Linked DNA regions of Mus musculus: region 2 is linked to region 1. The links are chromatin contacts, called in public HiChIP or PLAC-seq maps. All regions are on one chromosome and are shown on one strand. Each heading gives the region's core, a stretch centred on a gene start, on an enhancer-like site or on the middle of the called end of the contact. The rest is flanking DNA. Distances are from core to core; before and after follow the strand shown. Region 1 has its middle 3.9 kb from the start of Gm41499. Region 2 overlaps Gm30695 (a long non-coding RNA gene).

Region 1 (7,076 bases), core at 1,778-4,277:
AGTGAACTAATGTTAGTTGCCTGCCCATTTTAGTTAGAGATGCCAGTTGGGAAAAGACAACTGCTAGAGCTTGCTTTCTGTTGCTATGATAGCCATGGCCACAATAGCTTAGTAGAGAAGAGAATTCACATCATTTTGTATGTTACAGTTCACCTTCAAGGGACCAAGGCAGGATCTCAAGGCAGGAACCAAGGAGAAGACAGATCTCACCAGTTTGCTCTGGTTGCTTTCCTGAGCACCTAGGGATGGCGCCACCCACAGTGGGCTTGGCATCCTTCCAGATCAGTCATCAGTCAAGATGATTTCCCATGGGTATGCCTTCAGGTCAGTCTGAAGGAATCAATTCACTAAAAAGTTGAGGTCCCCTCTTCCCAGATGACATCTAATTTGTGTCAAATTGACATCTGAAATTAGCCACCACCATAACTAAGCCATTTTAAGAAACATTGGTGGTCTTTATGTCTAGCCTAGTGCTTTCTCGTTTCTTTCTACTTTCTTTTATTAAGAACTTGTTTCTGCATGACATTATTCAAAAAAGGACTTCTAGAAAAGGTGTAAGAGAGTGGCCTGGAAAATCAGAGCAGGGCAGGACTCTGGGGATATCTGGCTAGAGAGCTGTGAAAAACGTAGTAGTCAGGACTGCGCTCTTTAAGATGTCAACACTGGACAGGATGTGAGCAAGGACCAGCCATTTGTACAGTGTCAGCTCTTACTCCCTTGCCTTGAATCTGTGTTCTTTGGTACTGGACTCTCAATTGTCCCCAAGTGCACCAGCCTCTGAGTCTTGTGTCATTATTCCTATGATGTCTGCTTTCTTTTTTCTACACCTTCCCTGCCACACAGACTGTTTCCTCAGACCGTAGTTCTTTCGTTTCCATCTCTGACTACATAAACACACGCAATGTGTGTACAATAGTAGAAAATATATCGGGAGGAACCCGTTCTAACTATGGGCATATTTGTGTATGTGCAGATGTACATTATGAGCAGCACATGTACATAGCTGTGTGCAGACAGAACCCAGAGGACAACCTCAGTGTCTTTCCTCAGCTGTCACCCATATTTTCTTTTATTTGAGACAGGGCCTCCCACTGACTGGGGGCTCACTAAGTGGGCTGGATGGATGCTCAGTAAGTGCCAGAGGGCAGGGCAGGAGTTCATAAGTCAGTTCTGGCTACTTAAGGACTTCCATAATACTTCTTGAACATGTCTCTTCCTTCACAGTGCTGCGACTACAAACACATGTTAATGTGCGTCCTGGGGTTTGAACTCAGGTCCTTACACTTGCAAAGCTAACACTTTACTGACAGAGTCATCTCCAGCCCTTCATCATCCCTCTCCTTAATGACCTGGTGAGTGCTTACTCCCATTTGAAAAGTGAGAAGATCCACTCGCCCAGTTAGTCCCTCCCGGCTAATGGAACTGGACTCAACCCAAAAGCTCTTTGATGAAGACAGCTTGTCCTGCCCCCCCATACCCTAGGCTCTCCCTCTAGACTCCAAGCTACCTGCAGCACTTTCCTTGTTTGTTCTTACACTCTGTGTTGCACTTAGCCTGGGGGAAGTGCTTATCAAGGTTCTATCAAAGGAGTGCACTTTAATAACATCCATTACTTTACATCATGGTGTGCAAAGTCACTGTGGTCACCCGTTGATTGTGCCCTCTTGGGCCCGAACACTCAATAGAAACAATAGGAAGATTTTCACTGTAAGGACTGAGAGCCAAGTACTGCTCTAAGGTCGAATTGTATCTCCTCTAATCCACACACACACACACACACACACACACACACACACACACACACACACAAAGTGCAGGGAACTCAGTCCCATCCTTCAGCCCATTTTATAGATGGGTGAACTAGAAGTAGAGTTCATCGAGCCTAGCAACAACACTTCTTCCCAAAGCCCATACTCCTAGGAAAAACAGGCTTGAGGGCTGAAGCCATGTGGCTGGCTTGTAGCTCGCACCCACCACTGCATCCCATTGCTGTCCTTATCTCAGGTGACTCCCATGCAAGGACAGCACATATGGATATGAACAAGTATGGGATATTTCCCCTCTCTCAAGCAATGCGTTCGTTCTCTGGAGCACAGATTCTCCATAGAAGTGACATGGTCAATGTACTGGAAACGTGGCTCTGGCATTCTCCAGCACTGGAGGCCAATGCGGTGAGAACACAAGAGGGAAATAGCCACAAGGAAAACAGATGACTCTGCATTGGAGAAAATACAAGAACGGCAAACTTCTGGCTGCTGTTTGTTGTAAAGTGGAATGCTGGGAAATTGCAATTAGGAGAGGCATGCTGTGGCCCAGAGAGAGAGAGAGAGAGAGAGAGAGAGAGAGAGAGAGAGAGATTCTAGATCGCACAAGAATTTGCCTATTCCCCAAATGTTGAGAATCCTGTATGCCTTCCCCGGGCTGGAGCAGGACCAAACCAGATCATACCAGAAGGCTTAGGCCTGGAGAATTCTATCTCAATAAATAGCTACTTGTGGGCTGATCGAAGCGTCAATTTTTAAAGGAGAATATGATCAGGAAGTTATAGTCTGCTTCCCACAATGCCTGACGCTTCCTATCCCCTTCCCCTCAATGAAAGAAATCACCTTACCAAGGATCCTGTGGGAGATAAAATCATTGCTGATTCCTTTGGCCTGGGATCTCACAAGTGTTACAAAACTGTGTCTCTGCCTACAGGGCGCATGCCAGTGTTAAACAACTACTGTTAAGATTTACTGGGGTTCATGAGAACCCACTGAGCCAAGAGGCCATTCTGCCAAAGGGTCACCGCTCTGTCTTTCAATCCTATTTATGTGTTGACTTTTGGTCTTTATCGTTGTTTGAAAGCAAACAAGGGATATTTCTCTTTGCGAAAGTTGATGACTTCAGGTGGAGAGAGAACAGCTGTGGCAGACGATTCTGGAAACACAGCGAAATAGCCTCTCTTCACATAAATGTTTATGGAAGCAGGAAGACTGAAGAAGAAAAACACAGCAGAAAATTGCATGACTCACAGGCTGAGTGCCTTCTAAATAAAGCATCTCTCCGAATTTCCCAGGAGATGCTGAATGTGAGCAGGCGGCAGAGCTCTGTGGGGCAACAAGACTGTGTTTAAACACCCCCAAAAAAAACCCCAAAACAAAACAAAACAAAACAAAAAACAGTGTACACAAAAGTCACTGGGGGGGTATTCTGTTCCTTTTGAGGTTAAAGAGAACCTCAAAGAAGAGAGCAAGAAATCCTGGATGCTGTGCCCCCCTCCATCTGCTGTTGAGTCCCTGTGCAGCTCTCAGCTCCTGGTTGGACCACTGTGCAGAGGAAGAGCTGTGGCCCAGTGCTGTGCCTCTTGCTGACTCAGAGATCTTCCTGTCGTAGAGCCTGGCCAACTGATGATCACTGAGTTTAATTTTAGATCTTGAGTGCTGGATCTGGGAATGTTTGCAAACTAGACCCAGGCTCCATTGACACTGGCATGTGAATTGGAAAGAAAGTTTGCAAGTCTTTGAGTCTTTACACTGCCCAGTCCATTGTACCCCCACAACATTGTGAATTTGGAATAAGCTAGAGGAAGCCGTCTTGGGGCACTACTTCACAAGTAACAGGCATTGCTCCTGAGTCTAGATCTCAGAGATAGAACTTCGTTCTTTATACTTAGTTTTTTATTCTTAGGAGTTTCTGACTAGGAAGATCTAGAAAGTTCTAGAAGGTTGCAGACTAGAATTTAATTTCCTTCCCACTCGAGTCAATAGGTCTTGAAGCTATTAGAAAATGTGTTAGAAATAGTCTCTAGGTTCTCACTGAGGCTTAGCAATTACAGCAATCTGATAGCAAGTTGGCAACGTAGAATCAGGTGAGCTAGTTAGAACAATCATCCTTGGTGCCTCCCATTTAGAAGCAGTTAAGCAATAAAACACTTCAAAGGGACAATCGCTTTCTACGATGGGTTTCCCTGTATGTTAAAGAGTCAGATTATTCAGTAAGTTGACCTGTTCTGAGTCAACTCCCACAAAAAATATGCAGGACACCCAGTCAACTGGATTATAAATGAACAGAAAGGAATTTTTAACTGAATACCTGTCCCGTGCTGTTTTCTTATTGGGGTTACCCCAGAAGACATCCAACTAGAGCAACTGTATATTTTAAATGACAACACAGGGAGGCCTGTGGGCTTTCGAAGTTACCATGTATTAAAAACACATTCTGAGTGTTTTCCTCCAAGAAGTGGGGAATCTAGATGAAGAAAATCTTTAATAGAAGCAAGAAGCTAGCTACTCTGGAAGGGTCCCACTCAGCCATTGACACATACTGTAGAGCGACAACCCAGAAAGCCAAGGTAGTTGGACTACAGAAAAATAGTGGGACAACTTAAGAAGTTCTGAGGTGACGCAACACTTCCCCCAGGCAGGATCTCAATTCCTACCATTCTGACTCCTTAACTTCCTTCAGTGTCTTCCATGGTCTCCCTTGAGGGCGAGAAAGGGAAGAGATAGGGTGGGGGTGTCCAGCAGTATTTTACTGTACATTTGTTTTGGCATTAGCTGAGTTCTAGACATGAAAACAATCCCCTGTTCTTAATTCAGTCCATGTGCGGCAGAGCCGTGCACAGGGAGATCTGGCTTTTACTAAAAGCTATTAACAAGCATGTTTGATCACAGGAAGTCGAGAGAGAGCAGTGCTTGCTTCTAAAACACAGTGAGTGAGTGCTGACCGGCCTCTAGAGGGAAGGCCCAGATTTGTGTGTTGGTCCTTTGGTAACCTACTGAGCTCCATCCAAGACAAGTAGAAGATGGGACCCGGAGGAAGATTCCCAAGCCAACCCCCAGTGTGGGCAAGAAGCCTGTCCCACTCTGTTCCGAGCACTTCCTTCCTGTCCAGGGAGGTGAGTTGCTGAGCCTGTTTCTGGGCAAGCGGCCATGTTGGGATATGGCCTTAGATAGCCTGCAGCTGGGCTGAGTGGGCGTCTGTCAGACTCAACATAGGCAGCTCCCACCGTCCTGCCTGGACAGCTGAATAGAGCTTCTGAGAAGAGCCTTTGATTTATTGGTGGCCCGACAGCCCTGGGTACTGCAGTTCAAGTTCCAGGAAGCAAAGCTGTGACAGATGAAGTTCTAAGTATACAGACAGTGTGCGTGCACACACGCACACACACACACACACACACACACACAGACAAACAGAGACAGAGAGACAGAAAGAGACAGGGAGACAGACACACATACACAAACACAGACAGAGAAACAGACAGGCACATACACACACACAGACAGACACACAGAGAGTGACAGACAGACAGAGAGACATAGACAGCCAGAGAGACAGACAGGTACACATACACACACACAGAGACAGACAGGAAGACAGACAGAGAGACAGACAGGCACACACAGACAGACAGACAGACAGACAGAGACAGACAGAGAGACAGACAGGCACAGAGAGAGACAGAGAGACAGGCACACACAGACACACACACACTCACACAGAGAGAGAGAGAGAAAGAGAGAGAGAGAGAAGACAGGCACACACAGACAGAGACAGAGATACAGAGAGACAGAGATACAGACAGGCACACACACACTCAGAAGACAGGCACACACACAGAGACACACAGACACAGAGACAGAGAGACAGACAGGCACACACACACAAGACAGGCACACAGGCACACACACAGAGACACACAAACACAGACAGAGACAGAGAGACAGACAGGCACGCGCGCACACCTCAGCAGTATGGAATGGAACTGAAGGATACCAGCGGTACAGGGTGCAGATTCTCCTACATGGGTGACATCACTGACTTGAGACCATCAAGGGACTAACTGTGTTAGCAGCACTGGACAGAGCCTGAGGTGGATTCTTTTTTGTTCCTTCCCACTGATTGTTTTCCTGAAGGGTGTGGGTTGAAGTCTGAGAGTGAGGGATCATAGTCTCTGTGGAGGAACCTGAGATGCCTTATTGCCGTACCCAGAGAGTCAGGACTGCTCTGCTTACAAAGACTACAGCAGCAAGGACTCACTCTTGGAGAAGAAACAGAAACCCAGACTCCCAGTTCCTGTTGATCCTATTTTTACTCTCTGAGTCTCCGTGACTCTCCATCTCCCTCTCTTCCTCTCCCCACCCTCACCCTAGCCTCGTTAGAATTCATACACACACCTGGTTTTCTATTTACTTTGGGGACAGAGGAGGTGGGGCCCAAGAAGGGAGGGCATGCTTGCTGGGGAGTGTCAGCATTTGCTGCTATAAGCGAGAAGAGGAGGGTGGGGGAGACTCTGCCCATCTCAGTCACGGGGACAGGTAGTTAGAAATATTGATGCGTTTGCATGTATCTGTTCATAACAAACAGTCCTCTCCATGGGTTGGCTGTTGGCCTCAGCTCAGATGCTTTGGCAATTCCAGACAGGTGGGAAGAAGGAAGATGGGGGAGGGGAAAGGCTGGGTTTATGGAAAGAAGTCTGACCAGTGGCTGAGGAGGCAGAGAACATATGATGTGTCTTTAGGATGTTAGGACCAGCACAATCTCCCTTTAATTTTAGCTTGGTCTTTTTACATGGGTAGCTCTGTCTGGACTCTCATATAGGCTCTTGAGCATGGGCACAGAGCTCAGTAATAAATTGCCCCAATCCGTGCTCTCTTGCACCTGGTACTCAGAATTTGCTGCACCACCTAAGCTTCAATAATTTAATAATTCAAATATAAGTTGATACATTTAGTAAAAACAAGGAATCTGCTTTATCAAATTGTTTCAGTTAGGGAATTCCCATTTATTCTCTTTAGTCTCCAATAATCTCGAAATAAATTGCTGAGATATAATGAATTTAAAAGGTAGTATTTTGATGCAAGTGAGGAACATTTTGAAGTAGTTTCATTGATTTTTTTTTTAATAACACAACTCATTTGGATAGGGATGAGTGTTCCCAAGTAGCAAACTTGAAAAACTAGCCCTGTTGTACAGTTTCTACAACAAACAGACCCACAACAGCAAAGCAAGCACTTCTACAGCGAGCTGGAGCTCTTGTTTGTGGAACCCTCCTAAACCTCAGCTATCTTGGGGGATCCCAGAGGACAGAATTA
Region 2 (7,076 bases), core at 1,919-4,418, 570 kb after region 1:
CTATCACTATCTACTCCCTCCCCATAACAGGTTCCATTCTTCCATGAATGTATGCCGAGTGTCCAGAAACTGGACAGACTGCTTCTCCACCTACCTAGGCAGGAAGCTATTGTCATACAGCTAAATGTAGAGACATTCAGAAGCTAGATAATAAAAAGTAATTAGGTAGTTTGAAAAAAAAGACAGAAAAAGCATGGTCAAATCAATAGCAGTAAATATCCGTGAACAGTTGATGGTAATTGGTACAGTCACTGACAGGATGGTGATCTTTCCAACTGTGACTAAGCTCGCGGACCCCAATGGAAGAGTTAGGGGAAGGGCTGAAGGAGTTGAAGAGGATAGCAACCCCATAGGAAGAACAGCAATATTGACTAACCAAACCCGCCCCATCCCTAGAGCTCCTAGGGACTAAACCACCAACCAAAGGGTACACATGGATGGGTCCATGGCTCCAGCTACATATGTAGCAGAGGATGGCCTTATCTGACATGAATGAGAGAGGAGGCCCTGGGTCCTGTGGAGGCTTCATGCCCCAGCATAGGGCATGCTAGGAGGGTGAGGCAGGAGTTGGTTGTTGGGTGGAGGAGCACTCTCTTAGAGACAAAGTGGAGGGGGGATGGGATGGGGGGATTGAGGCTGGGATACCCAGAAGGGGGACAACATTTGAATTGTAAATAAATAAAATAATCAATGGTGGGGATGAGAGGAAGGGAATCAAAAGCTCCGACAGCTAACAAGATGCTGTGCCCACTAAATCAGAGTGTGAGGAGGAAGCTCTGACCCAGTGATCCAGGTCACCCCAGCCTGGTTCCTGTGAAGGATGCTCCTGGGTCACAGAACACGCTCACATGCCCCTGGGTCATAAGCATACACTCACATGTCACACTCACATGCTAAGCAGTGCGCCAACCCATAGAGGACCAAGGAAGTCAGATGTTTTTCTAGAAGGAAGTAGGATGTGGCTTTTCCTTGGGAGTCTGTTTGTACTCACCATGAAGAAAGGACAACAGACCAAGAAATGCTTCCATCAGGAGACCTGTTTGGTAAAGCAATTATTACTCCAGCTACTTAGATGGTGACAATCACAGACAGGCACAAGGATAACCTTACAGCCACACTACCAAAAAGTCCCTCATCTCCCAACCAATTAACTGATTATCAATCTTTGAAGAAGGCATAGGCTCCTTAAACTTGGTTAGTCCCCCAGCTCCTGCCATGAAAGATGTTAATGGGCTTTATCATGTGAGTGTCTTGCAGGAGTGGCCACAGCTAGTTTGACTCAGTGACCACATCCAACCCCAAGGGAACAACTGTAGGGCACTTCACCCCTTCTTCAAAGCTTTCCACTCTTTCTTCTGCATTCCCTAAATCTCAGGGCTTATACAGATAAATGACTCTTTATTCCTTACACGGGCTGATCATTGAGCCAAAATACCACAAATCACTTATTCTTAACAGTTTGACTGGTTACAAGTCTTCTCAATAGCACTCACCCACTAGGAAATGATGTTTCCTTCCACTCAGGCCAAAGGCAACAAACTACAGCACAAACAAATGTTTAAAACGCAACTTGACAGACACATTGTACCTATTTTACGGAGCAATAGTGGCTTCCCCTTAGACCTTCTGAGCACCCAGCCACAATGTTTCTTCTTGCTTTCACTCTCAAACCTAGATCTCTTCCTGTGGAGAGGACCTTAAATTCAATTGTAAAATAACTGCTTTCACCTGGAGCAGTCATAGAGCTGCATGCCATGCTTATGGTGTTAGCATTCAGGGCCCATAAGGAGGCAGAATCATTGGCAATCATACTCGCCTAAGAGCTTGCACAGTACCTTCTGATCTTGTGAACACTAGCCAGCATGGAGGGAGCTTCTAGCTCAGTCATGGCTTTTCCCAGCTTGGTTTCTCCATGTCGTGAATTCACAGTGTCCCTAGCAATATAATCTTGTCTCACAGTCACAGCCTGTAGCCATAAGAGCCCGTGTGGTGTACCACTCCAACACCGTGATTCTCTTCAATAACCTTATAGTTTCCATGTACATCTCTGCCCCCATGCAGCATGCCTTCTGATTTTAGGCTGTTGTACAGTTTTCTCAATTACCTTGTCCTGTATCATCTGCACTGATAAAGCTTCCAAATATTTAACAGCTGTACCTCATCCTTGCATCTTGTTGATTTCCTACCCTTGCTCCTTTAGGTACCGTGCACATCCTTCTGGAAAACTTGGACTCAGAACTTCAAACTCTATAATAAAACCTTTTATAATGTGTGGGTAGGATCTCTGAGAGCCCAAAACCATCTGTTTTAAACAAATAGTGATTGATCTTGGAATTCAACAGCCAAAAGAATGAAAAACATAGTCAGGTATAATACAGCAATAATCCAATTGTTTTTATTAAATCATTTCCTCAAAAGAGCAATGTTGTATTCCATGACATGAGGGAAGCACTGTCTAACTTAGCTCTCAATAACTCACATTCATTCTCCATGAGCCATACTGCCTCCTCATTCTATGTCATCTCCCAGCTGGGTGGGGTCATCTCATGTCACCTGTTTCTGAGCCCAGCCTGGATCTGAGAGGTGGCAAGGCTATGTCATCATCTGCTGAGCCCTCCATTCAAGCCAACTTGCCATTCCTGACTCCTAGAAGGGCCTTGAGTGAGATAAACAACCCCTATCCCCTCACACACACACACACACACACACACACACACACACACACACACACACACAATATACATTTCTGCAAGCCAGAAATGTACAAAGCATGCTAGGGGTGGGGATAGCTGCCCACTGCTGGGTATGTTTAATTGTTTACCCACCCAATTGTCAGTTCTCCCTTTTACCCAACAGCTGAACTGCTTGTTGGGACGTAATGCCTCCCAGAGATGAGCAGGCACTGAATGTGCCATCTTGTCTGTATTCTTCTGGGGATCCCCACTCAGTACCGATACCCCCACATTTGCTCTTAAATAATCTAAACAAATACTTTGCTCTTTTTTCTCTCTCTCATGAATGTGGTGAAGTTTTAGGGGAGGTTGGGAATCAGGATGTGGAACTCAGAAGGGATCGAGTTGCAGAAAACCTGCAGCAGACATCCCAGAGCTGAGGGCTGAGGCCTGGGGAACAACATTCTCTGGAGATGACTAGACAGCCTTACAGACCAACCCCCTGAGTGTGCCTGAGGCCCAGGACAGGGCTGGTGCCAGGACCACTACGAAACTGTCTTGGGGGCAGTTAGACACACCAAAGAACTCAGAAAAATATGAGTGCTAACATTCTAGACACAAACCAGAGGGACAAGAAGAGACAGAAAGAGTCTCTGTTTCTCCTCTGTGCCTTTTCTCAGCTGTGACTTCCATACTCTTGTGAATGCCAAGGCAGTCAAGAATATTAAAAGGCTGATGTGCACAGAGGTCCAAAATGTCTGTCAGAAAACACCCAAACTGGAGGCTGCCTAGAGCTTAGGAAACTCATGTTTCGCTCCATTTGAAACATTAGGGTTAGTTCTCATCCACATCAAAAGATTACATCTAGAAGTGAATTCGTTCTCATTTCAAACAAACATTTAAAGTCCAATTAGCTCCCTTTTAATTCAATGCCAACCACTTAAAGAAAGGCGCTGAGAGTCTGTATACGGCATTTCTATTACTCCTCCCTTCCTCTCCTCTCTCCAACTCCTATGTTGTTGTCCCTGCCCCCAAATTCATCATTTTTTTATTATTCTGACATACATACATACATACATACATACATACATACATACATACATACCCAACTTTCTGAGTCTATTTAATATTGCTCACATATACATGTTTTTAAGGTTGACCATTCCGGACTAAATAGCCAGTTTTGGGGGGGGGGGCATCCCTGGGGAAGACTAATTCTCCCTCTCCCAGCAGCTGTTAAATGTCTGTATCTCTTCATCTAGGGGTGGAGGCCTCAGGATATTCCCCCATCCGAGTTAGCATGACTGCTGGTTTAGAGCCTACTCAACAGGAGGGAATCTATGCCTGGTACTGTAGAGCCAACTACCCATAATTGGTGAGGCTGGGGACGTAGAGGAAATCCTACTATTGACACTTTTCCCAACTAATATAATCATCCTATAATTCTAAACACTCATCCACTTAAATATTTTAAGAGCTTCTCTGGACAATAGGGAAGAGTCCTATGAACCGCTACCATCAAAGCATGGACATGGCTTGATTTGCATTTTTTCTGCACATTTGCTGAGTTATCTATCTTCCTTGGAAAGTGTCTGCTCAGTTCTTTTTCCTATTTGTTAATTGGATTGTTTGTGCTTTGGGATCTTAGGGGTTTTTAAATATTCTGGTTATTTATCTCCAGTTAGATGGATAGCTGGAAATCTTGTTCTCCTACCCTGCAGGCTGTTTCTTCGGTTAGGGTTTCCTCTGCTATGCTGGTGCTGTAGAATTTAAGGCACTCCTATTTGATTCTTGCATGATCCCTAAACTATTAGTCTCCACCTCAGTACAGACAGAAAATCACTGTCTGTACCTACATCTTGAAGTGTTTCCTTATTTTCAAATTCACTTCTCATATTAGGGTTTTTGATCCATCCTGAGTTGCTATTTGATGGTTGAGAGAGAGGAATCTGGTTTTATTCTTCCACATGTGGGCATTCTGTTCCCAGAACCACTTGCTGAGGAGGCTACAGAGCCTCAGCATAGGTGCAGTAAAGTTCGGCACTAAGCAGCATTAGCACAGTGGACTCTATCTACTCAACATGATCACAGGTCCACAGAGACAGATCCATGGTCAGTTCAAAAGCCCTTAGAAGGGTCCTGGACTCTACAGGATGGGCATCTATGCAAATCACTGGCATCTGCACTGGCTGATCTAAATTCTCCCTGACTAGAAATTCTCCTGAGAATTTCCACACAGGGAGAAATCCCTCTCTAACTCCAACTAAAGGAGATGAGCCCATCTGTTTCCGTTTCTGCCTGTAAAATCATCAGCTTTGCCCCAGTCTTCTGGGTAGACCAGTAGTCCAGACCTCTGGGTAGACCAGCAGTCCAGGGTATTTAAAATTGCTGCCAAGTGCAAAGAGAACAAAAGCCTGAAGGATTCCACCTGAACACTGTGACCTCCAGGTTAGTGGAAGGTTACAATGGATTTGGAGAGACATCTAGTGACAGTCCAGTAAACCACAGCAGCTTGGACAACGTGACAAAGTGATTTTATTTGATCAATAACCAAACATCTAAAGTGTTGTATTGTTTGTATTTATGGGGGGGGGGACCTCACATTTCAAAAAGAATATTCTTCAAAAGAAAATCAAGTTATTTCCTTTCCTATTCAAGACAATAACCTTCTAAAATTCAAGAACAGGGAGAGGACTATGTGTCAGTTACTGCACGTCACAGTGCTTGGAACAGGTTGTTTCCTCTCCTGATTTTCATAACCACCAACAGGCTGAGTGACAAAAGAAAACAGTGTGCAAATTCTTCTGGGTTATCAATTATTATTAAATAACCAGAATGATTATTTCGATATCCACCTATTTATCTGCAAATTTCCTAACTTTATTTTTCTTAACGGGTAAATAATATTCTATTCTTTACATGTACCATTTTTATATTTTTAATTAAAATGCAATTACTGTACTATTTTACCCATTTCAAGCCCCTCCCAGGACTCCTCCCTCAAACCCCTTCTATCCCCCACTCTCGAATTAATAGCCTCCTTTTCTTTATTATTGTCAAGCACATATGTGTACATGTAAGTATGCACAGATAGATACAGTCTGATGAGTCCATTTTGTTGTTTGTATGTATATAGTTTTAGGACTGTTCACTTGTTGGATAACCAGTAAGGGGGCTCATCTCTCAGAGGGAATAATTCTCCTTCTCCCAACTGTCCTTGCTCACCTGCAGCTATCTTAGGAGTGGAACCCTGCGAAGTTTTTCCCTTTCTGCAGTTGCATGTCAGTGATATTGCTGTTGTTCTGCATTTTGTTCTGCATTGTTTATGCAGCCGTTTCTAGGAGAGGCTGTTTCACAGCAGACTTCTCAGTGCTCTGGCTCAGACAGTCTCTCCACCCCTCTTTCCTTCATGCTCTCTAAGCCATACATACAAGAGCTGTGATACAGAAATATCAGTTGACGCTTGACTCCTCACAATCCATTGGTCTTTACAATGTGTCGAGCTGTGTGATTAAAACAAGCACTCCTGAACATTTTAGAAATTGATTTAACTCCCCTTGAGTCAGTCAGTTTGAACAATAGGCTCACCAATCAACCAGTGCTGAACACAAAGCATCCTGAAGCAAGACTGAAAGCCCACCAACCACCCTGAAGCCCTGATGGTCTCTATGAAAAATGGAAAGAAATCTCTGTATGTGTGCATGTGTGTGTGCGTGTGAGTGTGCATGGTTAATCCTTATGTTGCCCACCATCGGCAGTACCAGTATATGAAACTGCTAAGGCATATTTTATTTTGAACTGCATCCTGATGCACTGCATATGTGAAGTAGCACATAGCGAGTCACACCAGCACACATCCCTTCCCTGTTATTAGGAAAGAAAAATAGTTCTAAAGGTTTTAATTATTATTTTTGCCCTTTGACAATTTCATGTATATACATGACATCCTGGTTACTGCCACAGTCACTCACTCTTATTCCGTTTAACCACTATCTATCTCTCTATCTCTATCTCTCTCTCCATCTCTCTGTCCTCACCCCACTCTCTCACACACACAAACACACATACACACAGTCATATACTTAAACACACATTCATATACTTACACACACACATACACACACAGTCTCACACAGACATATACACATTCATATATTTACACACTCACACACTCTCACACATGCAAACACACTCATGTACTTATACACACACATACACACACAGTCTCACACACACACATACACTCACAGACATATACACACTCATATATTTACACACTCTCACACTCACTCTCGCACATGCAAACACACATTCACACATATACATACACACACACTCATATACACACACTCTCACACACACATGCACACATATACATTCATACACATATACATACACTCACAT

Evidence for each region. HiChIP or PLAC-seq counts read pairs in DNA pulled down with a chosen protein or histone mark.
Region 2: a contact with region 1 is called in an H3K27ac HiChIP or PLAC-seq map of embryonic fibroblasts, with 6 times the contacts expected there. The contact joins two enhancer-like sites. A contact is called at or near these places in 2 of 115 datasets of contacts at active chromatin or transcription factors (embryonic fibroblasts and embryonic stem cells) and 1 of 9 other capture datasets (embryonic stem cells).

What each region holds. Positions count from the first base shown.
Region 1 is chr16:92,949,539-92,956,614 of GRCm38.p6, forward strand. No RefSeq gene overlaps it. Among named protein-coding and RNA genes, the nearest start is that of Gm41499, 3.9 kb to the right of the region's middle. Within about 2 kb of position 3,028, at least 70 of the 459 cell types and tissues checked have an H3K27ac peak or open chromatin away from gene starts, as enhancers often do. A contact at or near this core is called in embryonic fibroblasts, where this site is marked.
Region 2 is chr16:93,517,538-93,524,613 of GRCm38.p6, forward strand. All of the region lies in intron 2 of Gm30695 (a long non-coding RNA gene), which reads right to left. Among named protein-coding and RNA genes, the nearest start is that of Gm30695, 10 kb to the right of the region's middle. Within about 2 kb of position 3,169, at least 19 of the 459 cell types and tissues checked have an H3K27ac peak or open chromatin away from gene starts, as enhancers often do. A contact at or near this core is called in embryonic fibroblasts, where this site is marked.